3 separate regions of the Mus musculus genome follow, and all the other regions are linked to region 3. Evidence: chromatin contacts called from public Hi-C and HiChIP or PLAC-seq data. All regions are on one chromosome and are shown on one strand. Each heading gives the region's core, a stretch centred on a gene start, on an enhancer-like site or on the middle of the called end of the contact. The rest is flanking DNA. Distances are from core to core; before and after follow the strand shown. Region 1 overlaps Tmem131l (transmembrane 131 like). Region 2 overlaps Tmem131l (transmembrane 131 like). Region 3 overlaps Mnd1 (meiotic nuclear divisions 1).

Region 1 (2,700 bases), core at 165-2,664, 210 kb after region 3:
AGGCTGGCCTACAGGGTTCTGGAAAGCCCTGGAGGGAGTAGCATCTTGTACAAGCATAGCACACAGAAAGGTCAAAGAAGGCAGGCAGCAAGCACTGCAGAATCTCCAAAAGGACCCAACAGGGCCGACAGCTGGGAGTGTCTAGGGAGCCCATCTGGTTGAAAGGCAGGCACCCACAGGGAAACATGGGCAGGAAGGCTCTTGAGCTCTCCATATTGGGACTGCCAGGCAGGAGTTAGGAATAGGGGTTACCTCTATGGAGCTGGACCTGTAGTAGCCTGACTTTATTACTCAGAGTTCTCTATATACATATGCACATATGCATTATGTATGTATACATATATGTATTATGAATATATATGAACTGATAAAATGAGGATATGAATATATACACATGCATGCATATGTATACACATATATAGTATATGTTTATATTTAGACTGACTTACCAGATGTGGTCTATATAGTCCAACAAGGGCTGTGTCACAGTGCAGTCTGAGAATCCTGGAGTTGTTTAGTCCATGAGAGTGAATATCCCTGCTGTCCCAATCTAGTGCTGGGGTCCCAGAGGACTCCTTGACAGCTGCTGGTTTTCAGTCTGTGTTGGAATCCTGAAGGAGTTGAATTTAATACCGGGCATAGCGTCTGAATAGACGAATTCAGCAGCAAGATTGAGAGCAAGAGCTTCCTCTCCCCGTGTCCTTTTATGTGGGCTGTCATCGCAGGGCCCAGATTTAGGGGATGCTACCTAACGTGATCCAATCAAGAAAATCCCTCACAGGTGTGCCCAACTTCTGTGGCTTCAGTTGATCCCAGACGTAGGTCAGAGTGACAATCAAGGTCTGCAGTCACACTTTCTCTACGGCATGAGCAAAGGTGTGGCCTGAATCTAAGTACTGGGTGATGTAGGGGTGCATGCGAGGCAGAGGAACAGATGCAGGAAGGGACGCAGAAACCACGTTTTGGAGTTGAGTATGGAGCCAATGACGCCAAGGTTCCTGTGGTCTCATGTCGCCCTGAGAGGCAGAGGTGATGCTGCTGGCTCCCTCTGCCACACACATGTACCAGAACCCTACACCGTGCCAGATGAGCCTTGGGCCAGATGAGCCTTGTGTATGCTGCCCCTTCATTATGAGGTTTTTTTGTTTTTTGTTTTGGTTTGATATTTTCTCCCATTCATCTCAACCATCAAATCATTTGAGGACTTCACTGGCCCCTGATCAGTCCTGTGCCTGCATACACTCTGGGTCTGTGCAGCTTTCAGCCATCTGCACGCAGTGTTGGCAGCTTGCTTAGCAGACTGCAGGACCAAAGATTTGGGGAATTCAGAATGGACTTTGGGACCCAAGGATGTGCCCTTGGTTGCAAGGTAGATATTCTGGTGCCATCATGTGGCTGACCTTGGTCATTGCCTCGGTGTTTGTGTCCTGATTCCGTGGGTTTGTTCCTTCAGGTCAGTGGAAGCTTTCTGCACCACACTGTCCATTAGAGAGAGTCACTCAGGGAGCAGCCCTCGGTGAGCACTGTGTGCATGCAGTTTGCAGGGTTTTTTTCTTGCTCATTCTTAGTGCCTGACTTCATAGCTTCTATAAATCTGTTGTGCACAGACAACTAGCTCTCTCTGTTGACAAGGAGGGTGAAGACCTGGCTTGGAAGCCATAGACTAAGCCTTAGCTCTGGGTTTTTATTTTCTCTTAAATGCTTTGTTTGTTTGTTTGTTTTAGAAAAGCAATTTTGATCACAGAAACATTAAAAGGAAAGGGGGGAGAGATGTATTATGTATCTAAAATGTAATGTTTTTTGAATGAGATCTTTAGCTTTTTTTTAGTGTAAGATAGTTAAGAGTAACTATTACTGCGTGTATATGGAAGTTGTAATCCTGATTTTCTCATGTGGTTGAGTATTGAGTGGGAAGATGCTACTCCATCCTCCTTCTGCAGGCTGCCTCTCCTCTTCACTTCATAAATAACTCTGTGATGAATGATTCGTTCTGACTCACCGTGATGGCTGCAGGCAGGACTGACTGGTTCAGCTTCCTCATTGTCAGGCTGCCTTCCAGGAGGGTGACTCCAGGTGACTTTCTCCTGGGTGGCAGTTGAATGAGCTGGCCTCATTCTCCCTGAAGCATCATTTGTGTCAACAATCTTCTGTTGTTGGGTTCAAGGCCCCCACATGCTAATAAGCTCATGCCCTACCTCTGAGCTATACCCCTAGGCCAGTTAGCAAAATATTGGACATGTGATAGATGAGCAAGGGTGTTTGGTTTGGGGGTGTTGTTGTTGATTTGGGTGATGGGACTTGGATCCAGGACTACTTCTGGGTGGAAACAGTTGTGTTATCTTTTTATTTTATCTAGGGAAAGATGATTTTCCTCCACTTTGTACGTGTGTAAAGTTAAGTGGTAGAGGGAAGTTTTTTTTAAACACCCATCCAAAATCAGCATGGTTGGAACAAACCTCTCAGTTGTGCAGGCTGACAGTTTGTTCCAACCATGCTGATTTCTGAAAGGCAGACAAATGTTAGTGACCACTGACCAGCCCCCACTCTCTGACCCCATTTAAAGACCAACACTTGACCTGTGTTTGTTCTTGGACAGCAAGGCTTTAGTGCATGAGTTGACAAGCCTTTGTTGGCTCTTACAGTCAAGGTGGACACAGACAAAGTTCCCCCAGCAGCAATTAGTGACAAACAACGGTGATT
Region 2 (2,700 bases), core at 163-2,662, 140 kb after region 3:
TGAGGTTACACGGTGAGGAATCTTGTACCAGCTAAAGCTCACTACTCCTGCTGAGACTGCTAGGCTTGTAGGGAGCTAGCATGCTGTGACAGGCACTGATTTTAAAGTTGATAGTTGATATTAGAGGCTAAGAAAACATGGAGTGAGTGGGCCATGGATTTGGTGGCAGAAGTTATGGTAATTACAGTTTATCATCAGGCTCTAGGCTCTTAAGAGAAAGCCACTGTTTATTGCATTGTGCGTTTTTATCTTTGTGTCCTCTTTGTGAGGACAGGGCCCTAGACATCGGCGCACTCAGCACACTGTAGTGCTCAGTTAGAGTTGGATGAGTGAGGTTATCTGCCTCTTATGGAAAGGTCAAAGGTCCCTTTTGTAATGTCAGGCCAAACTCTTCCAAGTTACACCTCTGACATGAAGAACTGAGGACTCACTGCTAGTTGTTTCTTCTCATCCTTTAAAACCGGGCTGGACCAGCTAGATGAGTGATGTGGCCCACCCTTACAAGCCTCCTCCCTTTAGTGCCTACCTCTCGTCATGGCTTTTCTGAATAGTTTCATGGCTTCTGTCCAGCGCATCAGAGTCTGGGAGCCTCTTTCTGTGTTTCTGGAAACTAAGCTGAGTACCTCAGGGAAAGTACTGGACACATGGACCTAAGCAGTGTCTGATCCGCCTGTAATCTCAGGCTCTTGGCTCCAAGGTGGAGGTGTACTCTGCAATATTGGGTTGTGACCTCTGCTCACAAGCTGATCTTACAGGCCTTCGAAGACCACCTTGCCTCTGCTTCTCTTCAGCTTCCTCCTTTTGAAGCCGTGTTTTCTTAGCCTTGAGGGGCTTCTTTGGTTTTGGTCTTGTTAGTTTGAGAGTGGCTGTTTCTCTAACACTCTCAACCTAAGATTTTTGCTGTGATGAAAGACACAGTGCATCGAGTGCTTGACCGACATCCACAGTGCAGAGCGGCTTGGCATCAGACCGTCTAGGTTGCAGCTTGCCTCTGCAGGCTGGAGACTTAGTAGTAAGATGGGAACGTGCTGAGGTGGAAGCCGGATCGGATGGGATCAGAGCAGGGGTGCGTGTGAGCTTCCAGCAGTTGGCACTGATGGACTCTGTGGGTTGCAAACATAAGCTTGATGTTTGATGCGTCATTTTTCAGTTACTAGAAAAACTGTGTGACATGTTTTAAAGTAGAATGAGCAGTCCGGAATGCCCATAAGCCATTTCACGGTGGAAGCGTAGGGCAGTCAACACTGAGGAACAGTTAGCGAGGGGTGAGAAGAGCTGTTAAGTTGGAGAGGCGGTAAAGGAGGAAGGTGTTTACCTCTGACAGAGGAGCTAGCCGCCTCGACTCCTTAGCTGCTCTCCTTCTTGTGTGGTCTTGCCAGGCAGCTTCCTTGCTGATCCCCTCACCGTGTGTTCCTCTGAAAAGCTCCATATGTGGCTCACTTTCAGAGCCCCCAAGACAAATGGACACAGCCCTCCAGTGTGGGCTGGCTGCTTAGACTCAGGCCAGGAGAGGGCCACTGGCAGTGGTGTCCATCCAGCTGTATATGTGGTGGGTCACAGCGGGCTTCAGAGTTTTGCACTGTTCTGGGAGCCAGCTGTCCTGTAGAGTCTGGCTAGGAAGGACAGACATCCAGTCAGCTGTCAGAAGGTCCAGAAAACACTCACCAGTTGTTTCTCTGGAATCATTTTTATGTTTAATTTTGTCTTGGTTCTTGGGAGAAATGACACTTAACTCAGAGTGTGTGAACTTGGACTTTAATTTAGAAAATGGAAATTTTCTTTTCCAAATAGAGCCACCTGTCTTTGCAGTAGTAAAAGAGATGACTGGTTATGTAGAATTTTCTGTTTAAGGAAATTTTGAAATGTGGTAGGTGGGATGGGATTCTTGTACAAAAGAAATGAAAGTAAACTTTCCATGTAAACCAGTAGATTCTGTGGGTGTACCCCTTTCACTTTCAGTAACTTGAAGAGAAATGTAACGCACTGTGAGTGTTTCCACTTACTGAGAGTGAATGTGCACAGTGAGGAAACCTGTGTGCACCGCTGGTTTAGAAACACAGCCTGTGGTTGTGGAAGGGAGTGGGTTGAAAGACCTGAAAAGCCGAAGAGGAGAGAACTGAATCCGCAGTGCGAATTCCTAAGTCAAACACAAATAAAACCAGATCTGAGCCCTAGGTAGTTCCTTCCAGGGAAAATAAGCTAAGGAGCTTAAGGGCAGCTACATGCATGTCTGCACTTGTGTCTCTAGCCTGAATTTCGTCATTAGCTCCTAACACCTCCCATCCCGCCATGCCTCTTCCATATAACCTGTGCCCACACTTTGCACTCGCTCTTGTCTTAAGTAATACCTGATTGCATTTGTATTTCAAATCTAACTAGTTCCCAGTTAATATTTGTGTCAAAATTTAGAAGTCTTGCTGTCTCACTCATTTTCCTTAGATCTTTGCTAACTCTGTGAGGCTTAGGAACTCTGTTTTAGTCTTGTATCCATTTACTGCCAAAAAATGTTGGTTGAATGTTGATACATTCTAATAATAGGAATTTTTACCTATTTCCCATGTAGGAGAATGTTGGTTCTATCTGTTTAGCTGTTTTTGATAGGGGAATGACAGGAATTGGAAGGAGACAGCTTACTGGAAAAGTTTCTAAAGAGCCAGACACTCTGCATTCTGAGCTAAATCAGAGACCGAGGAGATGCCA
Region 3 (2,700 bases), core at 12-2,511:
AGGGCACCTGGGCTCAAGAGCAAATAGCCTCCCCCTAATATAATTAAAAATAAAATAATTGTTAAATGTCTAGAATGGCCTTGAAGTTAATTCTTAAAGCAATCATCCTGGTTTCATTCAGCCTTATAAAGGATGGCGGCTCTGACACATCACATGGAGGAGGCTCTGCTTGGGCAGCAAGACCTTCAGGAGGTTCTCACCTTGTCTCCATCCCCCACTTAGTCTGAGAGGGTCTATGCCCAAGTGAGGAGTGTGGCAGGATTTTGCTCCTATGCCATGTGTACAGTGTGTATATTTATCTTTCAGGGGATGTTCTATGGTAATTCCCCTTGTATTGGACATGAAGTGTAGCCAGTCTCAAAACAGAAAGTGGAACTGGCGTTGCTGAGGTCTGGGGTGGGGAGGGAGGTCTTGTTGAACAGATGAGCAGTTCTGGAGATTACAGGTCACAACAACCTGACTGCGCCTGGCAGTACTGAGTCGCACTCTTAGAAATTAAGGGTAGGAAATGTTGTATGCACTTTATTTACATTTTATAAGTCAAAGCAATATTTTAAATTTGCAATTAAAACATGTGACTTCTTAAAGATAAGAATTTAATTAGCATGGCAGCAGCTGTATAGCAGTATTCAATGGCTTCTGAGACAGGTAAGACCTAGGAAGTCGCTCCCCCAGAACTTTTATAGTTCCTTATTCGGAATCTTGTTTGGAGGCTAGGCCAGGCCAGCCTTTCTAGGAGTTGGTGTATAGGAAGCATTGCATTCTGACAAGTAAAGAACATGAAGCTGGATTTCGTTGTTACTTTTGGAGACAGTGAGAGATGTTCTCAGTTTGGAGTCTCTGCCGCTGCCAGTATTTAGAAACAGGCATGTAGAGATTTTTACAGCTAAAATCGAGTCTTCAAAGAGTAAGTCTACTTTGGGACTATGTAGATAACTAGAATTTAAAAAAAAAAAAATAAAGACAGGCACTACCTCCGTTAATTCGTTTGATGAATGTTTGGTGAATGTTTGCTGTGGCAAGCATTATGACTGATGTCATCACTGTGACGTGGCGTGGTCCACACAGTCATGAAGAGTGACTGAGGATGTTACTTATGTCCATCTAACAAAACACCTGAAATAAGTAACTTGAGGGGGAAAGGGTTTACAGTCGTTCTTCCTGTGGTCAACAGTCAACAGCAGTCACCACCACAGAGACTGTATTCACACTTCCTCTGTAGCACGAAGAAGCCTTTGTGGAGTTAGAACCACCACAGCAAGCAGTCTTTCAGGGGAGGGACTATAGCTTGCTCATCTTTTGTTGGTAGCATGTACCACAGTGACTGAGCTGCAGAGAGATCTGCGAAGTGCTGAACAAACACATTAATCACTGCGCCCCTGCCTGACTTCAGCAGAGCCTGGGCTCAGTCCTAAGTGCTGAGCACTTGGCCTAAGAGTCTTGCCCTGCCCTACAGTCCCTTTCCTTCTGCCTGATAACATATGGCAGTGAAAATGATTTCCACCAAACAGTCAGGATTATTGGAACACTGGTGTAATATTGACTTTAAAAAAAAAAAAAAAAAAAAACTTAGCTTTGGGAATGAATGTTATGTGGGAACAATTAAGTGTGTATTTTTAACTTCATCATTTCATTTTTCTACCATTTTGCCTGAATTATACTTGACAGGATTCTGAGTAACAGATGCAATGTGTTACTGAAAAGGAGGTTCTGTAATCAAAAGAATTTGGAACCCTGGGTTCACACAAGTAGCTAGTTTGAATTCTTGGAGCCTTTAAATATGCAAGTCTTCCTTATCCAGTTTCCTTGAGCTATTAGTGTTCCATGAAACACACTTTAGTAAATTCTGTCCAAGTTTATGGTGTCACTTCAGCAAATTAAGACTGTATGCACTGCCACAGAGTGCCCTCTCAAGTTTGAATTCATTCTGGTTGCCTGAGATAATCTCAGCTTGCAAATTGCATTGCAGCTTGTGTAGACCTCTGCTGGTGTCAACAGGTTCTTTTTTCCTGGTTAAATACACCTGCATGGAGTCTCTGAAGAGCCCAGCTGACATTCCTTAGCCTTAAGAACCCTCTCACCAGGCACTTAGAAACAGACAACTTGGTTAGTATATTTGTAGTGTCTGTCTTACAGGTTATGCATCTATTTTTTTCTACCCAGTTAGCTTACTTCAGATCTGTCTCTGAGAGACATTGGCAAGCAAGAATTTTCCAAGCTACAGAAGTTCACATTGCCCTGATATTTTAAAAATAGTCACATTGGCATTTTTCCAAAATAAATTTGTATATAACTCACTTAAAACCAAATACTATTAACATTCTTAAAGCATATAGCATTTTTACTTTTAATTCTTTGTATATGGGTGTGATTGGGTCAGGTCTCCTGGAGCTGGAGTTATAGGCAGCTTGGGTCTTGAGGAAGAGCAGTACAGCATCTTAATGTCTGAGATGTCTCCCTCTCCTCTCTTGCTCTATTGCTGACATTCTTATGTATGAGTAAACAAATGGGAGAAAAGGAATTCAAATTGGCTTCCATAATAGGGATTCATTATCAGAGGTAAGAATCTAGAGGTAGCCTTCTCAAGGGTGGCTAATTGCACTACACTTTATCTAGACTGCCTTTGACATTTGACTTTCCCTGTTTGGTTCTAAGTACTTACTGAGACTCCTAAGTCCTCTCTCAACAGTGCCCAGAAAA

What was found. HiChIP or PLAC-seq counts read pairs in DNA pulled down with a chosen protein or histone mark. Hi-C and Micro-C count contacts between places; a contact is called where the count stands out from the background.
Region 1: a contact with region 3 is called in a Hi-C map of bone marrow-derived macrophages, with 30 read pairs. The contact joins two enhancer-like sites. A contact is called at or near these places in 3 of 15 datasets of contacts at CTCF or cohesin (CD8 T cells, the NIH/3T3 cell line and pro-B cells), 55 of 484 Hi-C or Micro-C datasets (the 3T3-L1 cell line, the C10 cell line, the C2C12 cell line and 29 more), 8 of 115 datasets of contacts at active chromatin or transcription factors (CD8 T cells, astrocytes, bone marrow-derived dendritic cells and 4 more) and 3 of 9 other capture datasets (adipose tissue, liver and pancreatic islet).
Region 2: a CTCF HiChIP or PLAC-seq map of CD8 T cells shows a contact between it and region 3, with 5 read pairs. The contact joins two enhancer-like sites. A contact is called at or near these places in 2 of 15 datasets of contacts at CTCF or cohesin (CD8 T cells and pro-B cells), 2 of 484 Hi-C or Micro-C datasets (the AML12 cell line and the STO cell line) and 1 of 115 datasets of contacts at active chromatin or transcription factors (bone marrow-derived macrophages).

Annotation. Positions count from the first base shown.
Region 1 is chr3:83,914,650-83,917,349 of GRCm38.p6, reverse strand. The region is part of intron 26 of Tmem131l (transmembrane 131 like); the gene reads left to right. Among named protein-coding and RNA genes, the nearest start is that of Tlr2, 74 kb to the right of the region's middle. Within about 2 kb of position 1,414, at least 33 of the 459 cell types and tissues checked have an H3K27ac peak or open chromatin away from gene starts, as enhancers often do. A contact at or near this core is called in bone marrow-derived macrophages and pancreatic cancer cells, where this site is marked.
Region 2 is chr3:83,987,218-83,989,917 of GRCm38.p6, reverse strand. The region is part of intron 3 of Tmem131l (transmembrane 131 like); the gene reads left to right. Among named protein-coding and RNA genes, the nearest start is that of Tmem131l, 52 kb to the left of the region's middle. Within about 2 kb of position 1,412, at least 40 of the 459 cell types and tissues checked have an H3K27ac peak or open chromatin away from gene starts, as enhancers often do. A contact at or near this core is called in CD8 T cells, where this site is marked.
Region 3 is chr3:84,124,607-84,127,306 of GRCm38.p6, reverse strand. All of the region lies in intron 4 of Mnd1 (meiotic nuclear divisions 1), which reads left to right. Among named protein-coding and RNA genes, the nearest start is that of Mnd1, 30 kb to the left of the region's middle. Within about 2 kb of position 1,261, at least 60 of the 459 cell types and tissues checked have an H3K27ac peak or open chromatin away from gene starts, as enhancers often do. A contact at or near this core is called in CD8 T cells, bone marrow-derived macrophages and pancreatic cancer cells, where this site is marked.